Regions from separate parts of the Zea mays genome. Here region 1 is linked to region 2. A link is a contact called in public Hi-C data. All regions are on one chromosome and are shown on one strand. The core of a region is the stretch at or near the end of the contact, and the rest is flanking DNA. Distances in the headings are between cores, read along the strand shown.

Region 1 (4,194 bases), core at 120-2,619, 140 kb after region 2:
CAGTAATCCTGCATTTGTTGTCTGCTGGTGCCCTTCCATCATGGTGGAGCCTAAGATTCAAAAGGAATGATGCCTATCATAGTACAGGAATGATACCAGAGTTGGATAAAAAAAATTTATCACAATTTTTTTTGTTGTGGTCCGACATCGCCTACTACCGCTGTCAGTGTGTGGCTGAAAATTTGCTTTCTTTCAACTGAAGTGACAGGATTCAATCCTTTGCTACCAAACAGATAAAAATTGCTTCCCTTGATTCATTCCAGCCGGATTAATTACATATCCGGAACAAGTGAAAGGGCCGGATTCACTGAATCCTGGCTTGTAACTGTTCCTAGCCTGGATTCATTCTTGAGCTGCCGAACAGGCCCTTATGGTTCCTCCTTCCTGTCACGGTTTCGGGAGATACTCTTCTACTGCACGGCGATGTTCGACATGTTGGACGCAACCTTACCGAGGGAGAGCGAATCTCGACTGGTGTTCGAGAAACTCGTTATGGGATGCTACGTGTTCAATGGCATCTCCTGTGAGGGCAGCGACCTTGTGCTGCGCCCTAAGAAGTATAGACAGTGGCAGGCAAGAAACGAACGAACATGCCTCTTCTGGATGGCTACAAAGACGAGGTCACGAAGCATTACCACAAAGATTTCTTGGTTTGCCGGGATGGCCAATGGCTTCTGCAAGGATGGATTGGTGTGCCTGGTTAGAACAACATATATTGTATGCTCATTAATTATCGTGATAGTCTCATGCACACCTAAAGTATTTTATTACTATTGCCCCAATCTGCCAAAACTCGAGAACAATTTATATGAAAGGTATATAGCAATTTATTCAAGAATTCTATTGTCTCGGCGCCACTTATTCTAGTGTCACTAAAGGCACCATCAAAAATGACAGTTTCAAAAATAGAGGAATATATATAGTTGGACTGTGGTGGTGAAAAAAGTTGATGTTAGCTGTGAGTTGTGGAAAAAGATACGAGAAGTGAATTGTTAAAAAGTTAAAAACTATTTGGTAGAAATTAAGCCCCTAAAAGTTTTCTATATATATTCACGATTCCATCTGAAAACAGTTAAAAACAGGCCTAAAGATGCTTTCAGTTCAGCGCAATCGAAAAAGTCGGATTTTAGAAAAAACTTCTCCCTAAATCATTCTTTTGATTTAGGTTTTGATTTTTAAGGGTAAAAGTCAGAGCCAAATCACCCTAAAAAACATTATAGATGAGTGGATCAATCGAACGACTGCATACTTTCCGCTAGGGTGGGCCGCGGGCCGGGCAGCACGGTTTTCTTGGCCCGACCCTTGATCAAATCAGGTCTAGCGAAATCCAAAAGCCCGTTCGACCCCAAACACCGACTGACCGACACGACTCCCCCCTTCGTCTTCCAATCCGCCGCTGTTCGAGTAGTCGGCGGCGCGGCGCCGGCGGCCGGGGCGGCGGCGATGAATCCCCTCACGCAGGTGAAGCGGACGCAGATTATCAACCAGAAGGAGGCGCTCCTGGGCATCGGCGAGGACGCGTCGTGGCACGCCAAGTTTAAGGACTCGGCCTACGTCTACGTCGGCGGCGTCCCCTTCGACCTCACCGAGGGCGACCTCCTCGCCATCTTTGCGCAGTGAGTGGAAGACCCTCACCTTCTCCGCTTCACGCCTTACTTTCCTCCCCTCCCTCCCATCCCCGTGGAGTGGACACCGGCTGGCCGGCTGGGAGATCTGACGACTCCCCTCTCTCTCTCTCTCTCCGCTTTGGCAGGTATGGTGAGGTTGTCGACGTGAACCTCGTGCGCGACAAGGGCACCGGAAAATCCAAGGGGTTCGCGTTCCTCGCGTACGAGGACCAGAGAAGCACGATTCTTGCTGTTGGTAAGCATCCTTTTCGCCCCTCTTTTTATCTTTGGTCGCACGTGTTTTCAGTTTCAGTTAATTACTTGCTTCAGTCCTAATATTTATCGTTCTTGCTTGCCTAATTTCGCATGGTAAAGACAATTTGAATGGAGCTAAAGTTCTTGGGAGGATCATAAAGGTTGACCATGTGAGCAAGTACAAGAAGAAGGAAGAGGAAGATGAGGAGGAGCTGCAGAAGAAGAGGGAGGCCCGTGGAGTCTGCTATGCTTTCCAGAAAGGCGAGTGCAACCGCGGAGCTTCCTGCAGATATTCACATGATGAGCAGGTCAGTGTGCTATGAATTCGCATGATGAGTAGCAAACCGATGCTGGTAATGTCTTTGAGGATCAATATATCAGTTTGTCAATCAGTTTGGTCGTTGAGGGGAGATGGGTATCCTGTCATCTCGCAACCACTGTTTAATGAAGTGTACCGATGTTTTGTCATGATTGCTGGAAGCAACATAAGCTTCAATGTGCTAAGTATTGGCATTAACATGGCTTAACATGTACTCCAGTTGAATCACTGAATGGCCTAATCAGGGTGAAACCCAAATTTACATTTGTGAGATTCCTTTGCACTGTTGCGGGATTCTGTGGCTTGTGCAAAATGCCCTGTTTGTTTTTAGACCGGGGGTCGGGGGTGTCACCATAGTTTTTTTTGTGATTTGTTTGGGTCCAATTACTCCATATCCAAACATGCCCTGAAAGATTATTTCCTGTGCTTAATTTCAAAAGTCATATTTCTACGTTATATGTATAGTGTTGCTAATCACTAGCATAGCAACATGTTGGTTTGTTATCGTTATTGGTTTGGTGACAAATTCTGATGTTCGTGGATTATTATTTTTCAGAGAAATGCAAACACCGGTTGGGGTTCTAAAGAGGATAGTGGTGCACGATGGGAGCATGACAAACACAGTGATGTACCGAAGAGTCGAGGCATGTGCTATGCTTTCCAGAAGGGAGAGTGCAACCGTGGAGCATCCTGCAAATTTTTGCATGACGAGCAGGTAGGTCAATGGATGCCCTTGGTTCTAGGATTATTCACTGGGAATGCACAGTATGCAAACCAATACTTGCAGTAATTTGTGTTTTTTATAAAAACATTATTTTCATATGCATTACTAGCTAGAAAATTGGTGTCATCTATCTTGTCAATTTCACTTAATGTTTCTTGCAAGCATACCCAATATTTCCTTGTTTATAGATATGCTACGAACCTGTAATTGGAACTTGCAAATGCAAATCAAGCTTTTTTCTTATAAATAAAAAGCACGCACACTTGTGATACAATCTCCGTTAGTTATTTTCACATGTGTGTATGCTTCTAAATGCTAGTGTAACATCAGCTGATCCCTTTGGTCCTATTTTGTTTGGCGGGAAATATGTATCCTAGTATAATTGAGCTTGTAGCTTATCAGTAACCTTTTTCTGTGAGTATAGAGTAGTTGCCCACATATTCTGATGGTTGCAAATTATGCTTTCAGAGAAATGCAAACAGTCGTCGGGACTCTAGGGATGGTGGACCATCGAGATCAGAGCGGTATGGAGACCGAGAATCTAGGAGTAGGCATGATGATAGAAGAGCAGAAGATCGGGACAGATTCAGGCGTGACAACTCACCTGAGAGATCACGAGGTGAGAGGCAGAGGGACGATGACAGATCCGACAGAGGAAGAGAAGCAAAATCAGAAAGACGCAGATATGATGTGGAACATGAGGATCGCAAGCGGTCAAGGCACGGCAGAGAGTGATGCCATGAAAGAAGTGTTTACAAAGAACACAAATGGTGCAAGAGGCCGTGGGGGATTGACGTTTGTACTCTTAAATTGCAACACAACCAGTGCTGTTAAATTTTGATATTTGAATGTAGTTGCCTTCGGCTGCTGCTCGTGCTGCTGCTTTATTCAGATAAGTTTCTTTATATGCCTCCATTTGATTACATCTGGTGTTCTTTTTCGCTCTTCAGATCGGTGTCATTTTTAGTTATCATCACTGAAACCGTCTGACTGGATTGTGTTGGTGCCAATTGCGTGGTTTTTGCCGAGGAAGTTGTTTACTGGTTAATCTTCAGCTAGGATGGTGGGCGCGCCTCCGCAAGGACCACAATGCCTGTTCTGGCTACGCGCTGATGAACAATGAAAATGGTATCTAGAGCTTAATATGTTTGCTAGTACTTGGTTTGTATGCTCAAGTCATGTGAGAAGGCTGACTAAAGTAAGCAGGTTCCACCAGTCTAAGCCGGTTTTAGATGCTGTATTTTGCAGAACCACTGTTACCTGCAACAGCATCAGCAGCAGCATGTGCA
Region 2 (4,701 bases), core at 1,024-3,523:
TTCCAATATGTTTCTTTGTGCTTATTTGTGGTTTCTTTTTTGTTTCTGTTAGCATCCAGAAATGAATTAGATAATGATTTGAACAAAACTTTAAAATGGTAGATGAAAAGTTGGGAGGCACCAAACAGTAATAACAACAAATATTTATCAAGACTGACACTGGAAACGGGATCAGCGATATATGTTTTTCATTGACAGAAGAGATGGGCACAAAAAAATCAGTCTTATGGCAAACAATTTTCACACATTTCTACATAGCATTACTAGTCAAAGACCCTTGATATATGACAATTTAGCAAATCTAAGAACCAATCCACTCATGCATGACCAGGAGCACATATCTACAGCTATGATACCTTATTTCCTGAAGCATGAACACAAATAATTATTATGAACTATCATCTATACACAAGCACTTGCACTTGTTAAATCATCTGATTTGACTGTCATCGGACAGCGCAGATCATGGCTCCTTGTATTCTTTCTTCCATAATCAAACATAACCAACGGAAGACACATGATAAGTGATAGAATAAAACATCAAGAACCAACGCCTTGCCTGAATCCTTTTCCCACAAAATCAATGAAAATCTAACTATAATAATAATTTAATTAAGCAAAAAATATTCTTCCTACAAAGTCACAGTAGACGTTCTACAAATTGCAACGTCGACAATGAGAGTGGTAATAAAACTAACAGTGCAATATTCCAGTATACATACTAACTAGGCGTGTCGTGTGACACAATCAGAAAATCTCAATCAAGGAAATAATGAAACAACAAGAACTACACCATCAGAAATCTGAAACAAGGTAACAGTGAAAAACATTAATGACAAGGCAGCAGCAGAACTTGACGATGATGGCAACAGTTCAACGATTTCTTTCACAAACACACAACTCCAGCCAATAATTTCATCCAATAAAACCACCATCCGTCAATGTGACGTAATCTTGACATGGGAACCATGACCAAGATAATCCCACCACAATAATGTGGAAACTAGTAGCACCACTCTCCATTTGATCATCTTAAGCATGCTCAAGAGGCAAAATTTGTCATATCAAACAATACCAGAATTAATAACGCACGAGAAATGGAAGATACAGACAATCTTGGCCCTTCCAACTAAAAATGGCATGTTATTCGGATACAGAATCTGACACGAGAAATGAAAGATGCAGACGAACCAATTGCCATCCAGACAGCAGAGAATCTCGCTCTGAAGAAACGGTTACAGGCTTACAGCAAGCGAGACGCATGAAGAGACAACAGCTGATAATTACGTGTCCTAACGAATACAGAGGCATTCAATGGTGGCGAGTGAAAGACACCTAACGAAACTTTTTCCTGAGCGGATCGGAACTACGGCAAGCCTAAAAACACCGATAATATTTGGTCCATTTTAGAATAAAATTTTACGAGAGCGACGGCGATCCTCGTGCAAGCAAATCCCAAGAATTCGAACGCGTCGAGAGAACCCTGCAGTTCGGCCCAGAAAGAGCGGTCACCTCGGAGAAAGGCATGTCGGGGTTGAGCTGGGAGCGCACACACCACAACAACAGGATCACCGTCCCCAGCGACTCCAAGTCGACGTCGAGGCGACGGTTGCGCCCGCACACCACCGACCGCTCCCCCGCGGCCGCGCGCCGTGCCCACGCCACCGCGCCTTCCACGTCCACTTGCGCCGCCGCCGAGCTCCGCGTCGCGCGCCTGGGCGACGGGGCCTCGGTGCCCCTCTTGCGCTTCCTTGGACGCTCCGGGGGCCCGGACCCCCGGGTACGCACGGGAGCTACCGAGTTGGACGTCAGACTCGAGCATCGGGAGCGCCGCCTCCGCCGGCGAGATGCTTGCGGGAATGCGGCGGCGCGGCGTGGTTTTGGAGAGGGCCTTTAGCTTTAGGCGCCTGGGTTGGTGTCCCGCACTCCCGCTCTGCATTTGACTTGCCGTTGCCTCTTTCTTTTTTTTCCTTTCTGAAACCTTGCCGTTGTGGCGTTGTCCTTGTAGGGTATTTGCGAGAGACGCCGGCCGCCTCTAGCGGTGGCTGCCGGGCGCCGGCTGCGCTGCCTCGGCATTCGGCAACCTCACCATGTGAACCTGCCTTTGTATGAACATCAGTCATGATAAGTACTTCCACCTCCATGTAAAACCCAATTAAATGAGGTGTCTTTTAAAAATCTATAGAAGGCTAAGTGAACTCTTCACGAAGAGTCCATCTTCATATAAACTCTCTCTATATATTGTGTATTAACTTTATTTATAATTTAAGAGTTTATGATTGTGTCATATAGTCTTTTAGATGTCTTTTATAGTTGGAAATCTGAACTAGTCTCTAGGTCGTACATGCCCTAAGGGTCCTAGGTGGAAATGATTTGGTGACCTTTTAAATTTTCGTAGTATTTGATTTCACATAAGTCTAATTTTTTATGATTTTTTGCTAGAAGAGACAGAATAAAGGGATGTTTTACCAAATAAATATATCTGACGATTTGTTTATATCATTAATTGTCCTGGCCATCTCAAGCAAACTTTGATCTACTTATCCTGATCAAGTTGATCCCAACCTCAATCATCCTAGACAAACCTGGACTTGGTTACCCTGACCAGGTCAACCTCAACCTTAGATCGACCAAAGTGAGAACCAACATGGTCAGTGGTCACTCAGGCCAGGTTGACCTTAACTCTAGTCGCTCTGAGCTAAATCAACATAGGTCATACTAACCTTATAAGACTCTCTAGCGCCACAATCTGGTGGTCCCATGCAGGGGCGAACAGAGAGGGAGGGTTGCTAGGGCTACAATCTCGGTCGTGAGCAAAAAAGTACCAGAGTGGATCTTCTTACTAGCCCAAATGCCTCCTTTATAACCTACCATGTACCAGCTACATACACATCCAATACATGTCCATTACGACACTGATAGGTGGCAATGGTGAGAGCACCTAGAGGGGGGGTGAATAGGTGATCCTGTAAAACTTCAAAACTTAAGCCACAAAAACTCGTTAAGTGTTAGCACAGTTATGGCCAAGTGGCTAGAGAGGAGTCAAAACACAATAACCACAAGAAATCAATCACAGAGATGACACGGTGGTTATCCCGTGGTTCGGCCAAGTACAAAACTTGCCTACTCCACGTTGTGGCGTCCCAACGGACGAGAGTTGCACTCAACTTCTCTCAAGTGATCCAATGATCAACTTGAATACCACGGTGTTCTTCTTTTCTTTTCTCAATCCCGTTTGCGAGGAATCTCCACACTTTGGAGCCTCTCGCCCTTACAAAAGATGTTCACAGAGAATCACGGAGCAAGGGAGGGATTAGCAACTCACACACGACACAAAGATCACAGCGAATACGCACACACAAGACCCAGACTTGAGCTCAAGAAACTAGCACACTAGAACGGAGCTCAAATCACTAGAATGTCGAACAAGTGCGCAAGATTGATGTGTGAGTGATCAAGAGTGCTCAAGGAATGCTTGGTTCTCTCCTCCATGCGCCTAGGGGTCCCTTTTATAGCCCCAAGGCAGCTAGGAGCCGTTGAGAACAAATCTGGAAGGCCATCCTTGCCTTCTGTCGTCGGGCGCACCGGACAGTCCGGTGCACACCGGACACTGTCCGGTGCCCGATTTCTTTCCTTAACAGGCGCAGCCGACCGTTGCCGACTGTTGCAGATCTGGCGCACTGGACAGTCCGGTGCACACCGGACAGTCCGGTGCCTCCTTCCGACCGTTGGCCAGACCACGTGTCGCGCGCAGATTCCGCGGCCGACCGTTGGCTCGGCCGACCGTTGGCTCACCGGACAGTCCGGTGCACACCGGACAGTCCGGTGAATTATAGTCGTACGCCGTCGGCAAAATTCCCGAGAGCGGCCTCTTCGCCCGAGGCAGCCTGGCGCACCGGACACTGTCTGGTGCCCCAGACCGAAGCAGCCTTTTGGCTGTACACAGCCAACTCTTCTTCTTCCTTCTTCTCTCTGTTTCTAACACTTAGATAAGTATGTTAGTACACAAAACCAATGTACTAAGGCTTAGAAACATACCTTTACTTGTGATTTGCAACTTGTCCATCCATGGGCATAGATTCACATTTAAGCACTTTGTGTTGGCACTCAATCACCAAAATACTTAGAAATGGCCCAAGGGCACATTTCCCTTTCAATCTCCCCCTTTTTGGTGATTTATGCCAACACAACATAAAGCAACTAGAACAAGTTCAAAATCACTTCAAATAAAACAAATTTGAGTTTTATTCAATTTTGGCATATATGGATCATCGTTTGCCACCACTTGGTTTGTTTTTGTAAATCAAACTCACATCTCTATCTCTAAGTCAAACACACATGTTGAAGCATAAAGAGAGTCATTCCAAAAAGAGATTGATCAAAGATTTCAAAAACTCCCCCTATTTCCCATAATCAATACTTCTCCCCACAAGAAGCCAACTTTTGACAAAAGAGACAACAAGAGAGTTTTGACAAAACAAAAGCTCTACTTTACTATTTTCAAATCTCTGAAGTGGTAGCTGATCCATTTATTGCTTTTGCCTTTATTTTCTCCCCCTTTGGCATCAAGCACCAAAACGGGATCAACTTTGGCCCTTTAACCCCATTGCCTCACCAAAAACTTCAATAAGATCAATTGGCAATAAGAGTTCATGAGATGGACTTGGAATAAGTTACCCTCTCATCGGAGTGCAGTGGAAG

What was found. A called contact is a pair of places that touch in the nucleus more often than the background predicts.
Region 1: a Hi-C map of ear shows a contact between it and region 2, with 2.0 times the contacts expected there. The contact joins the promoter of LOC100282627 here to the promoter of LOC100278591 in region 2. A contact is called at or near these places in 2 of 25 Hi-C or Micro-C datasets (ear and leaf).

The regions. Positions count from the first base shown.
Region 1 is chr1:301,879,898-301,884,091 of Zm-B73-REFERENCE-NAM-5.0, forward strand. LOC100282627 reads left to right here and starts at 1,370. Exons shown (of 7, transcript NR_158978.1): 1 at 1,370-1,616; 2 at 1,754-1,863; 3 at 1,983-2,170; 4 at 2,738-2,896; 5 at 3,374-4,033; 6 at 4,154-4,194.
Region 2 is chr1:301,736,236-301,740,936 of Zm-B73-REFERENCE-NAM-5.0, forward strand. LOC100278591 reads right to left here and starts at 2,274. Exons shown (of 3, transcript XM_020549724.3): 1 at 1,513-2,274; 2 at 1-45. The coding sequence starts at 1,939.